2 separate regions of the Danio rerio genome follow, and region 1 is linked to region 2. The links are chromatin contacts, called in public HiChIP or PLAC-seq maps. All regions are on one chromosome and are shown on one strand. Each heading gives the region's core, a stretch centred on a gene start, on an enhancer-like site or on the middle of the called end of the contact. The rest is flanking DNA. Distances are from core to core; before and after follow the strand shown. Region 1 holds the start of atp8a2 (ATPase phospholipid transporting 8A2). Region 2 holds the start of spice1 (spindle and centriole associated protein 1).

Region 1 (6,394 bases), core at 267-2,766, 160 kb before region 2:
AATGTCTGATAATATTTTTCTTCTGGAGAAAGTCTTATTTGTCTTATTTCGACTAGAATTAAAGTATTTTTTAAAAAATTTAATTTTAAAGTCAAAATTATTAGTCCCATAAGCTATATATTTTTGATAGTCTACAGAACAAACCATCATTATACAATAACTTGCCTAATTACCCTAGTTAAACCTTTAAATGTCACTTTAAGCTGTATAGAAGTATTTTGAACAATATCTAGTCAAATATTATTTACTGTCATCATGACAAAGATAAAATAAATCAGTTATTAGAAATGAGTTATTAAAACTAATATGTTTAGAAAACAGAAATTGGGGGAAAAAATAAACGGGTGCTAATAATTCAGGGAGTTTAATAATTCTTATTTATTCTGTATTTCTTTGAAATTTTCACCAGATGTCAGCAACAACCAAAGTTATCCACAAATGAAAAGAAACCAAAACTAATTACTTAAGAAATTAAGTTATGTGTAATTACTTGAAATGAGAGAGGGAAAACATAATAAACACATGCAGAAAGGGAGGCGTAAAAAGGCACGGAAAGCCCAAATTAAATCTTTCCAAGACTTTTGGAGTCTTGGCAAAAAATCACACCTGAGCAACAGATAAGACAAAATAGTCCATTATACAAAATATTAAATGCATTTAAATAGTTCAGTACTTTCTCCATGTGTCGTTCCATTGTTATTACACATAACTATTATATTTATTTTAGTTTATTTATTTGGATTGTTTTGGTTTTTTTAAAATTTGCATCAATGTCAACGGCTTTTTTAGAATTAAATGTACCAGGTGTTTTAATCAAACACCTAACTATAAATCATCAATTCAGAAAAACCCATTTTCCATAGCTGTAAATTCTTAAGTTTAAACATTAAATACATAGTTAAATACTTATGAATGCCACTTTTAACCCTGAACCAACATGGTGCCAAAGGTGGGACCTAAACATTGTTAATTATAAAATCTGATTGAATACCGAACCAATAAAATACTTTAAAATGTCAAATTCATAAATAACAATAACAAAATAGCCCAAATAAATACGCTTAAACATTTAATTGATATTTTCAATTAAGCCTACACTAAAAAAATGCTGTTTGTTTAAACAACTTATTTAAAATGAGCTGAAACAACACAATTCATTAGGTTGTTTTGAGACAACTCAATTGCTTTATGTTCAATCCACTTAAATTTGTAAAAACTAACAAGTTTTAATAATTCATTCATGTTGACCCAACACAAATCAATTGTGTGGAACCCTGCATTTTTTGCAGTGTATTCAATTTTACCCACAGTAATAATTACACAAATAAATACCAGAAGGAGTCCATTGAGGTCCATCCATACCATATGAGGGCGTATTGGCATTCAGAGAAAGTCCAGGCGGGGTCTGCCTCTGATGACGGAACGCGCGCGGATTCGCCTGTGCGTTTGCACGAGCAATAATGCGACGGATCACCAGGATGGCAGAAGCGCGTGCCCGGGCCAGTGCGCGCGCCTGAGGGTGACCCATCATCAATAGGAACTATGTTGCCTCCATCAAACACCGCATCCCTGCGCCTGTGGCCCGCAAACCCCCGCTGAAGCGCGAGTATGCCCACAGCTCGCCCGCGCTGCTGGAAGCTCCACATCGCCGCGCACAATGTATTTCAACCGACGCTCGAAGAAGATCCACAGCGAGGGAGGTAAGATGACATAATCTGCCGACGGGGGACGGTGGATGTGTTGACGCCTGCGTTTTCTTCTGTGCCGCTGGTCATTCGGATGCTCATTTTATTAGAGTATTATTCATTATTATGACATATTAGAGACGGGTTTTAGATGCTGTGATTGGTCAGCATCAGTCGTCCTGCACCTGCTCTTGTTGTGGGTGACCTGTGGTTTTCGCAGTGTAAACACACGGGTCACCAGGGTGACGTTTTGCTTTCAGTGATAAATTAGGGTCAAGTGTTCTTCTGAGATAAAGCGTGATGCGGCAACAATTAATCTTATCCAGATCTGCATTGACGTTTGAGAGAGAAACTCCCTCAGTGGGGTGTTTAGCTCGTCACGTGACTGTTTAAAGCGCTCTGACTTTCTAAGCTCATAGACAGGTCTGCATCACCTGTTGAGGGCATGTGCCTCTGGTTTAATGTCAACCTTTTTATTAATTACTTTATAATTAGGAAAGAAATAAGACAACGTATTTTCAATTAGATGCTGACATGTAGCTGAGGGGTTGACAATCTTTTAGATGCCACAAACCCCTAATGAGATCAGGACCTCAATCATAAAATGTAAAAATGTGCAATTACATAGTTTTGCTGTACAAAGTTGCAATTTACTGTGTTTAAGTCAGAAGTCAGAATTATCCCCCCCCCCCCCCCGTGCCTTATTAGCCCCATGTTTTTTTCATTAATTTCTGTTTAACAGATATTTTTTCAACACATTTCTAAACATAATAGTTTTAATAACTCATTTCTAATAACTGAAGTATTTTATCTTTGCCATGATGACAGTACATAATATTTGACTAGATATTTTTCAAGACACTTCTATACAGCTTAAAGTGACATTTAAATGCATAACTAATTAGTTTAACTAGGCAGGTTGGACTAATTATTCAATTTATTGTATAACGATGGTTTGTTCTGTAGACTATGGGAAAAAAAGCTCAAAGCGGCTAATAATGTTGACTTTAAATTAAAAAAAAAAAACTGCTTTTATTCTAGCCAAAATAAAACAAATTAGACTTTCTCTAGAAGAAAAAATATTATCAGACATACTGTGAAAATTTCCTTGCTCAGTTAAACATAATTTGGGAAATAATTAAAAAAGAAAACACAATTAAAGGTGGGGTACAATACTTGTCATTGGGGTGGTACCTTATACTAATATAGGGAAACTTTTACCTCACAGTTCCACATGTGCACCTTAAAGTTACACATTAATACCTATAAAGTTAGAATGTGTAATTCATAGTACATTAAAAGGTAAAACAAATTCCTTTTGAAAATGCAGTACCACAATGACAGACTTTCTACTTTAATTTTTAGAAAGTACATTTATTTGGGGACATTTAATTACATATTGAATATGTTTAATTAATATGTCTTCATTTAATTTAATCATATTTGTTTAATGTATTTTTTTATTCTAATAATCAGAGATAATATAATTACCATTGCATTGTTTGAAAGTTTTTTTTTAAATCATTTAATCATGTATTTACTGTAATATTTCATATTAATTCAGTGTAACAATTTTATGTAGGCCGCACAATGGTGCAGTGGGTATCGCTGCCGCCTCACAGCAAGAAGGTCGCTGGTTCGAGCCTCGGTTGGGTCAGTTGGCATTTCTGTGTGTTAGTCTGTGTGTTCACATGGGTTTCTTCCAGGTGCTCTGGTTTCCCCCACAAGTCCAAAGACATGCACTATAGGTGAATTGGGTATATGCTAAATTGTCTGTGGTGTATGTGTGTATGGGTGTTTCCCAGTAATGGGTTCCAGCTAGAAGGGCATCCGCTGAGTAAAACATATGCTGAATAAGTTGGCGGTTCATTCCGCTGTGGCGACCCCTGATTAATAAAGGGACTAAGCCGAAAAGAAAATTAATGAATGACAATTTTATGTAACATGAATTTAGTTTAATATATTATTTAATTCGATTTTCCTTTAAACATTCCATGGTTCTCTGTTTGAAAACCAGTTATATATTTATTTATAATTGGTTATATATATATATATATATTTTTTTTTATCTTTTGGTTTATTGTAATATTTGAATCATTATTAAATATACTTCACATGCTTACTCAGTTTCATTAAGTCATATTTAACATCTCTTTACAAAAATTAATGTAAAACAAATTCCTACTAAAATACATTAAACAAAACCTTTTATAGCAATAAGATTGAATTTAAGCAAGAAAGCATTGTTTTTAAAAGACACTGTTACAATAAAGAAATTGTATTGTTCTTTATAAAAGTATTTTATTTTATTTATTGGGTCTATTTTATGCAAAAACTGCTTTAAATGCCTGCAACGTGGGGTTTTATGTATAATAATAGTTTTTCTTTTAAGCAAGAATGTCGATTTTTTTTTTTTTTAAAGAAGTATTGCTTTTCAAATATATGCCATTTTTAGTTATTGTTGAGCATTTTTGTAATTTTAGCAATAAGATCTATTTTATTCAAGAAGACTAATTTCTAGATGCATACAATAAAGGCTTACATTCAAGAAAGTCTTCAAAAAAGAAAGAAAATATCTGTATCACTGCAGTCTTTTTAAGGCTCTGATGTGAATGGAAATGAGCCACTGAAACAATTATTATTATTACAAATCAAAGTAAAAGCTTCTGCATCTTTCTCCAGACAGCAATAAATACATTCAGTCAGGTTTACTTAATGCACAGGAGCCAAGAGCACATCACGAGAACATGCTCTCGAGAACAGAACAGAACGCTGCTGGGGGCAGGATTGAGAGATTGCAGATTGTTCTGGCAGCAGTTCTGTGCCAGCACGTGTTTATTCGGCAGGGCTTTGTTGGGTGATGAGTCTTTTTGACAGACTGACACATATGCATTGTGGATTACACTGGACGTTTGTTTAGCCTGCTCTAAACCAGCATGTTCCAGAATTAACATGCAGGGGCCATACTGTCGCTAAACTCATTTGTAAATTCTTTGTAACGTGATTCTGGGTTTGTCTTAAACATTCAAGAAAGTTGAGATTTAATGGACATCTTTAGTCTTTAAAGGGGACTTATTATGCCCCTTTTTACAAGAATATATCTCTGATGTCCCCTTATAATAACATTATGTGTGGGGTATCAACTCCCCTTTTTAGGCTTTCATACAAATTGTTCTGTTTTGGCAACTGTCGCTTTAAATTCAAATGTGATTGAGCTCTTTTTAATAGAGGGCGGAGCTACAAATGCCTATGCATCAGCATAGCGGCAGATTCAAAACAGGACTAAAGTTATGTCTGTGAAAAACAGAAATGGCTCAGAAGATGGCCGTCTATAGAGACTATATTTGTCATTTGTGGATCCTAAAACTAGACATTTAAAATGCCTCTTTGTCAGTGACATTATCTTCAGGATGTAAAGCCTGAAAACTCTAATGGCGAACGGCTGCTTCACACTTAGGGCTGTTTATGCTAATGAGGGAGAGATCATCACTAATGGGTGGGAGTTTTCCCCTCTGATGACTCCTACAAAGGGAAAATGTCAATTAAAGTGATTCTGCAGACTGTTTTTATTAAGGGTGTTTACAAAAATATATAATTAATTAGATTTTACCAATAGAGGCTGCTTATATTCACATTCTGTTGTCACAGAACTTTGTTTAAACCCTTTATAAAAGTGATTTTTGCATAATAGGTTACCTTTAAAGGGATAGTTCACACATAACCGAAAATATGCTGTTATTTAGCACTTAAACTATATTTATTTACTATTTGGAGCCTGCATTTGGGGTCTGTATTTCCTATTTACTAAGCCTGGACCACAACAATTTATAGAGTAATTGGAAAAACATATATACATTTGCTCATACAAATTATATAAGTTTTTTTTTGCTGTTGTTTACATCTATACATTAAAGGGTGCCTATTTACCCCTTTTTAAGATTTAATATAAGTCTTTTGTGTCTCCATAGTGTGTCTGTAAAGTTTTAGCTCAAAACAGCCATCAGACTATTTATTATACCTTTTTTAAATCTGGGAAATTTGAGCTGCTCTGACTTTGTAGCTGTTTTTTTGCCTGTGCCTTTAATGCATGAGCTGATCCTCCCCGCTCACTGTTCCCACATGCGTGTCAGAGCTGTAGCCTTCACATAGACAAACGGCACAGTGACAGACAAGAACGAAGCAGACCTCCCTTACTACCGTGAAGTTAATTCAAGCCATTCTGCAACAATGAGTCACACACAATGTCGTTACAAAGTTTGCGCGCTCACACACTTGCATACATATGTTTAACTTTGCACTGTTTTACAGGGCATATGTGACAGGATACACGTTTATATCCACTGCTGTATGGACATCCGTTATGTTACTGTACAAAATAAACCTGATTTAATGTCCACAAACCGGGATTGAAGCATCTTCTTTTATAATTGTACTGAGACGCGTCTGTGGTGAGGATTTACAGCAATTTTACTGTCTTAATTACAAACATGCACTGTTTTAAAAAATATGTTAAACTTGTAAAACCTTTTCTTGATCACATTTAATGATGATTGATGATCACAGAGAGCTGAACAGATCTTTTATTCCCGGTTGCTTTGCGCACGTCCTGTCTTGTTAATATGATTAAATGTTTTAATATGGAGACATGGTAATACACATCTATCAATCAATTCAGTGGGCGGGGAAAGCGCACTCCTACGTCCCATTGC
Region 2 (6,379 bases), core at 1,577-4,076:
GACCAGATAAGTTAATGGCTCGGTAAATAAATCTAATAGAATGAGGAGACGCTATAAAAAGGAACCCAACTAACAACTTTGGCAATGTCATTGGGCAGAGAAATTCCGAGGATAATTCAATAGATCCAGTAGAATGGCTCCAGACAAGTATCCACTGTTTATCCCAGCCGTCACAAGACTTCCAGTAGCTTTGTTTCGGATTGACAAATGTGAAAACGCATAAAAGCCATGCGGGATGAGTTTTCGAGCACATGAAGCATGAATTCAGAATATTCCATATTCCTGGGAGAAACTTTGCATCCTCATGTCGCCTCTGCTCAAATGTCTTCCCTTGAGATATATAGTGAACAACAAACACTGACTTCACTTGTAATCCACACGTTCGTTTCCTCTCGTTTTTACAAACCAGTCAAGGAAGTTTTTCCACATTAATCCATATCATGCGACTTTCTGTAGAAGTTTTTGGGAGGTTCGGCTCATTAATATTCAAGTGAGCACTCGACTGCAACAACTCATTTCCAGAAGAGTGCGCGAAGTCAGCTGTCAACATCTCAAGCAGACCGGCAGCGCACATTTGGCATTGATAGACTGAGAACGACCCACTGACAACTCTCCTTCATTCAGGGGGTAGTGGAAGCCCACCCGTCAGGCAGCGCATGCGCAGTGCTGTGTCTAGGAGCTCGACTTTTTGCCTCTCCGCCTGTTGCGCAGTGCAAACAAGTGTCATTGTATGTTGGCGGGGGCCCATGGGCGTTTGAGGAGCGGCTTCTGTGCGATGGGTGTTTAGCGGTGCCCGTGGGGATCTGCCTGAGCACAAAAGAGACGGAAACGCCGCATTGTAATGCATTTAGCTTGCCGGTGGCTCACATCCATTAGAGCCTTCAATTAGGGCTAAAAGATCCGCTTGTGTGAATAAAAGGGCACAATCAACAGCAAACTGACAGAAAAAAGTTACATTGATTCTATAAATAAAATATATAGCCTATAATTTAACCCAGAATATAGCCTATCATATAAAGTAGAAGAGCATGAGAACACGCTATTTTAAAAATGAATATTTTATCAATTTCTCAATGTATTTTTGGTGCATTTAAACGACAGATTAAACGGATATTTATTCAAATAATATTTTAGTCACCAAACATATTTAGAAATGAAAGATGATACAATTAAATCCAAGCTAAATATATAAAAAAATACAACAATAACATTTCAACAAAATTGTTTATATATTTTTTTGCTTTTTGCTTCTCTTGACTTTTCCTATATTTAATATTTTTCCACAACATATAGGCCTAACTATGGGTTTACTAGTTTTTTTTACCGTTGTCGTAAGTTTTTTTGTTACATAAGCTCCAGATTTGGCTTCAGTGCTGACTAATCTAATGTATATGCACAAATATAATATTATAGCTTCATATAAAAAAATGAATTTAAAAGATAGATTTGTGGGGGTGTACTTATATTTGCGAAACACTGTATATAAAATAAACATGCCACACTCAAATATTATAGGTCTGTATATTAAAAATGTTATAGCTTATTAATCGGCCACTATCAACCGCAAACTGAGAAATAAAATGTCAGCTATTAAACTTGGTTAAGGTTTTGTACAATAATCAAACTAAAGGGTTGAATAAAAACAGGACACTTTAAACAGCAAACAGACATAATGGAGGTTTTTTATGAGCTATCACAAATAATAATATTATTAATTATAGATATTGTATAATGAAAAAAATTACAACAAATAGAACAATTTTTATTTTATTAATATAATAACACACGTGGAAATTGACAAACGTCATAAAATAAATGATAACAATAACGATGCCCTTTTAGCTTTGTGTCAGTATCATATTGAATAATATAACATGCTTTATCATCAATTAAAAACTTGCAGTAAAAGCGCTTTATTCAGACTGTGATGTGAGTATCTTCGATTGTACACAAGACAACTGAAGAGCGCATGGTTGGAAATCTTGCAGAAATGTGGTGAACTCAATGGAAACGACGTAACTTTTAGTTCGACAGCGCTCTCTGGTGGATTATTACGGAATGATTTTGTCTTTTATTGTTTGTGGACAAGTACGTTATTTAAAAAAAACAAAAAACATAAAAAGATAATTTAGCAAAACTTTATTTAGCATATTTCCAAATATTTAAAAAAAAAAAAATATATATATATATATATATATATATATATATATATATATATATATTGTTTTGTATATATATATATATATATATATATATATATATATATATATTTTTTTTTTTTTTTTTTTTTTTTTAAATATTTGGAAATATGCTAAATAAAGTTTTGCTAAATTATCTTTTTATGTTTTTTGTTTTTTTTTTGTGGACAAGTACGTTATTTAAAAAAAAACAAAAACATAAAAAGATAATTTAGCAAAACTTTATTTAGCTTAATATAATAATATATATTATATAATATATATATATATATATGATATATATTATTCAGAGTGTGATGTGTGTATCTTCGATTGTACACAAGACAACCGAAGAGCGCATGGTTGGAAATCTTGCAGAAATGTGGTGAACTCAATGGAAACGACGTAACTTTTAGTTATATATATATAGTTAGTTAAATATATATATATATATATATATATATATATATATATATATATATATATATATATATATATATATATATATATATATATATATATATATATATATAATGAGATAATGAGAATCATAATTGACAAACGTAACCACCAAAGGTGCGGACTTTTATTTTGAACTCTAGTCCATTGTAGCGGTGCTTTTAAACTTGTCCAGATCAACGCTTCGCTTCCTCCTGTTACTAACAGCACAAACAAAAACAAACGGTAAAGTCTCACTCTATTGTTTTTCCTGTCATTTTCATTTAAAGTAAGAATATATATATGTTTATCATCAGTACAGTCTCAGTTTCTGTCAGTTATTGTGAATAACACGATAAGCTAACAGTTAGCCAGGCTGAGCTTAATTAATGTACCGATCATAATCTATAGCTTTTGACTTGAATTTAGCATGTAACAGATATCATGCTAAATAAACTATTACAAAAATAACCATGATTGCATTATAACTAAACATGTTATTTGTCACATTGATTACCAGTTGTATAACTAGTTTACTACTATAACGTTAGTGAAATGTAAGAAAAACATTGGGTAAATTGTGTTTACTATAGTTTAACTAACGTTGCAGTAATGTTTTTTTTGCTTACTTGTACCGTAAACTTGTGTTCTGCACAGAAAGCTATTAGTCTTCAAATGCAAAGTTTATTGTTTGATCAGAATGTTCCATTCTTTGCCCATAATTGTATTGTTTTTGTTTTTTTCTAGGTGATACCCCTGTCTGTTACTGAGATGTCTTTAGTGCGCATAAACCGTCCTTTCTATTGTGCTGGTAAAAGACCCATACGAACCAGAAAAGTGTCTGCACCAAAGAAAGAATGGGTGGTAAGTAAAGAATGTGATAAACTGTATAAGTTAAATTCATTTCTACAAGTAGTGCCTCATCATTTCTATTTTATTTTATTCTTTAGAGCACAGTCAATGATCTTTCAGTGCACAAAGCCACACCAGAGGAGCTGGTAAGATGTTTATATATTTTTTTCATGTATTTGGCCATAGTGTATTTTTAGCCAGGTATTGATCTGCTTTCAGGCTCGACGTCATGAGATGCACAGGTCTCAGAACAGAGTTGTTGCACAGTGGGAATTAAAAGAAAAGACTCTAACACGTAGACGGAGGAAGAACCAGCCCCTGAGTCCTCCAGGACTTGATAGAGCCAGGCGAGACATCATCAGAGAGGTGAGTAAGGATTGCATTTGCCCTACAAAATTAGGCTTGTTATAACAGGGTTTCTGCAGGGTCTTTAAAAGTGTTAAATCTCAAAATCCAAATTTTAGGCCTTAAAAAGTCTCAAATTTACCGAAATATTGTGTTGTTGATCTTACATCTTTTTTTAAACATGTTTTAATTTTTCTCTGTTCATGTATTTTTACCAAATTTGGCAACAACAAAAAAACATACAATCACCAGCAATCATCCCAATAAAAATTTAAACTTTTTATTTAAAAAGGTAATGTTTTTACTCTATCATAATGGTTTATTTATTTTACTTGCAGTAACATTTGTTTAAAAGTTCTCCGTGTATTTACTGCTAAGGACACCGACCTGGACAGATAGTTGTGCATAGATTTAGTTTACCATAGTTTTAAAAACTTTTAAAACATATGTTCATTTTTTAAAAATTATTTAAAAGAATGTTTATGTTGGAAAAAAAGTGTATGGATACAAGTAGATCTTGCTTGTTTTTAAACAATATTTAAAATATTTAGTTTAGAAACAAAATGCTAAATATTTTTATTTTTTATGATTAATGTGTTGTTTTATTAATACATGTTTTCAATTATATAATTTTTTTGGTAGGGCAAATAAAAATATTTTCCATCTTGCCCATTTGAAAAATTCCTTAGCGTTTAGCCCTTTATGGGTCTAAAACTTCATTCATGATGGTCTTAAAATTGTCCTAAAAAGTCTTAAATTTAACCTGCAGAAACCCTGTATAACTAAAGCTGGCAGGATCATCATCACTGTATCATAATTGGTTACATTTAAGGGCGTTCATTAAGATAGGATCAAACTTATAACTCCTATATTTTATATAAAAATAAAACATATATATTGAGCGAGGAATAGGCTATAAGCGCATATATATATATATATATATATATATATATATATATATATATATATATATATATATACTTTTTTTTATATAAAATATAGGAATTATAAGTTTGATCCTATCCTAATGAGCGCCCTTATAAAATTTAACGTAGTTATTAATTGTCTGCAAGCATCAGTGCTCATTGAGATAAGATTAAAAAAACAAACATATTAAAAATAAGATAAAAAAAAATATTGTTATAGCAACCTATGTGACTGCTTTGGGAAATAACACTCGTCGTAGACGTCACAGGATGACTGATCATGAAGGAACGTGTAGTCTGGCACATTTGCTACCCACGACACGTCACGATTTTAACAAGAAAAAAAATCGCACAATCTGACATAGTGGCTTTCGTAAAAAAAAAAAATCGTGTAATCTGACCGGGGCACTGTAGGAGTTCTGATATTGTAGAATATCACACGGCTGTCAGCCAATCAGATTTGAGAACCAGACAGAACTGTTGTGTGTGTGTGTGTGTGTGTGTGTGTGTATATATATATATATATATATATATATATATATATATATATATATATATATATATATATATATATATATATATTGTTCATGTCAAAAGTACACATTATCTGACTATTAATTAATACAAGTGCTATTTTGGGGTTTCCGCCTGGATTTTACCTACACAAATTCAAAAGCTTTCCAAATGCACATGCAGAGATGTAAATGCAAAAGTTTGGTATTATAAAAAAAACAACCTTAAAATTGTCATAAAACACTGTTGAAAGTGATTAAAATTGTTGTATATGTTGTCTGTTTTATAATAAAACCCTCCAAAAAAAGAGGCGCTTTGTTTTTTTTGTTTTTTTGTAAACTAAAATTTAAATGTGTACCTTTTTAGGTTCTGTGTGGTCCAGGTTGCAGTAATTAATTTAGGTGATTCCTGCACATGTCAGTAATCTTAGGAAAAAAAGAAAAATGTCTTTATCATAATCTATGCTAAATGTTATTTTATTTCAACTGATGAGAGAATGGAAACACTTATGGGGTATTGAGCCAGTACGGACCTTTTAAAATGTAAAAAATGTGGAAGTAAGTGACGTCAGGGACCCGGTACTGGGTTCGCAGAGTTTAGGAGGATCTGGAGAGTCTTACTAACATCATCTGTTTGTTCAGGTGTTTTCAGATCACTGTCAGCTGCAGGATGTCATTGCGCGATCAGACAGAGCTTTGGCTGTAGTGAAAGACCTTTTTGGCGATGCACCTCGTAGACGCACAGGTAGTCAATTATTGTGTTGTAGAAACAAGCATGCAAAAATGTATTATGTTCTTGTGCAAGCTCATAAGTTAAGAGTGTGTTATAGGATTCCCCAGCATTACCGTGGCACCTGACTGTGACTCTGACTCTGAGCTTCCTGTTCATCAAAAACTTGATCCTCCAACACAGCTGTCATTGCTCAGCCAGTCTATGATGGATCAGCAGGTATGGCCACACTAGTACCATCTACATTTTTCACCCTGTTAAAAACAATTCTCAAATAATGAAGCCTAATTTGTAGGCCCTCAATGAGTTGGAGGAGCATGAAGAAGAATGTGATGAAGTCCAGGATGCTTCTGTGCACCTCAAATCTGTGATGCACAGGTATGAAAGACTCTTCATTTC

What was found. HiChIP or PLAC-seq counts read pairs in DNA pulled down with a chosen protein or histone mark.
Region 1: a contact with region 2 is called in an H3K4me3 HiChIP or PLAC-seq map of gastrula embryo, with 4 times the contacts expected there. The contact joins the promoter of atp8a2 here to the promoter of spice1 in region 2. A contact is called at or near these places in 4 of 18 Hi-C or Micro-C datasets (caudal fin, embryo, hematopoietic stem cells and 1 more) and 2 of 4 datasets of contacts at active chromatin or transcription factors (embryo and gastrula embryo).

The regions. Positions count from the first base shown.
Region 1 is chr24:25,374,659-25,381,052 of GRCz12tu, reverse strand. atp8a2 (ATPase phospholipid transporting 8A2) reads left to right here and starts at 1,516. Exons shown (of 37, transcript XR_012399299.1): 1 at 1,516-1,700.
Region 2 is chr24:25,220,970-25,227,348 of GRCz12tu, reverse strand. spice1 (spindle and centriole associated protein 1) reads left to right here and starts at 2,826. Exons shown (of 18, transcript NM_001008636.1): 1 at 2,826-2,861; 2 at 3,363-3,479; 3 at 3,566-3,613; 4 at 3,687-3,833; 5 at 5,893-5,995; 6 at 6,081-6,199; 7 at 6,276-6,358. The coding sequence starts at 3,387. It overlaps shisa2b (shisa family member 2b), which reads right to left and starts at 604. Exons shown (of 2, transcript XM_003201303.7): 1 at 1-604.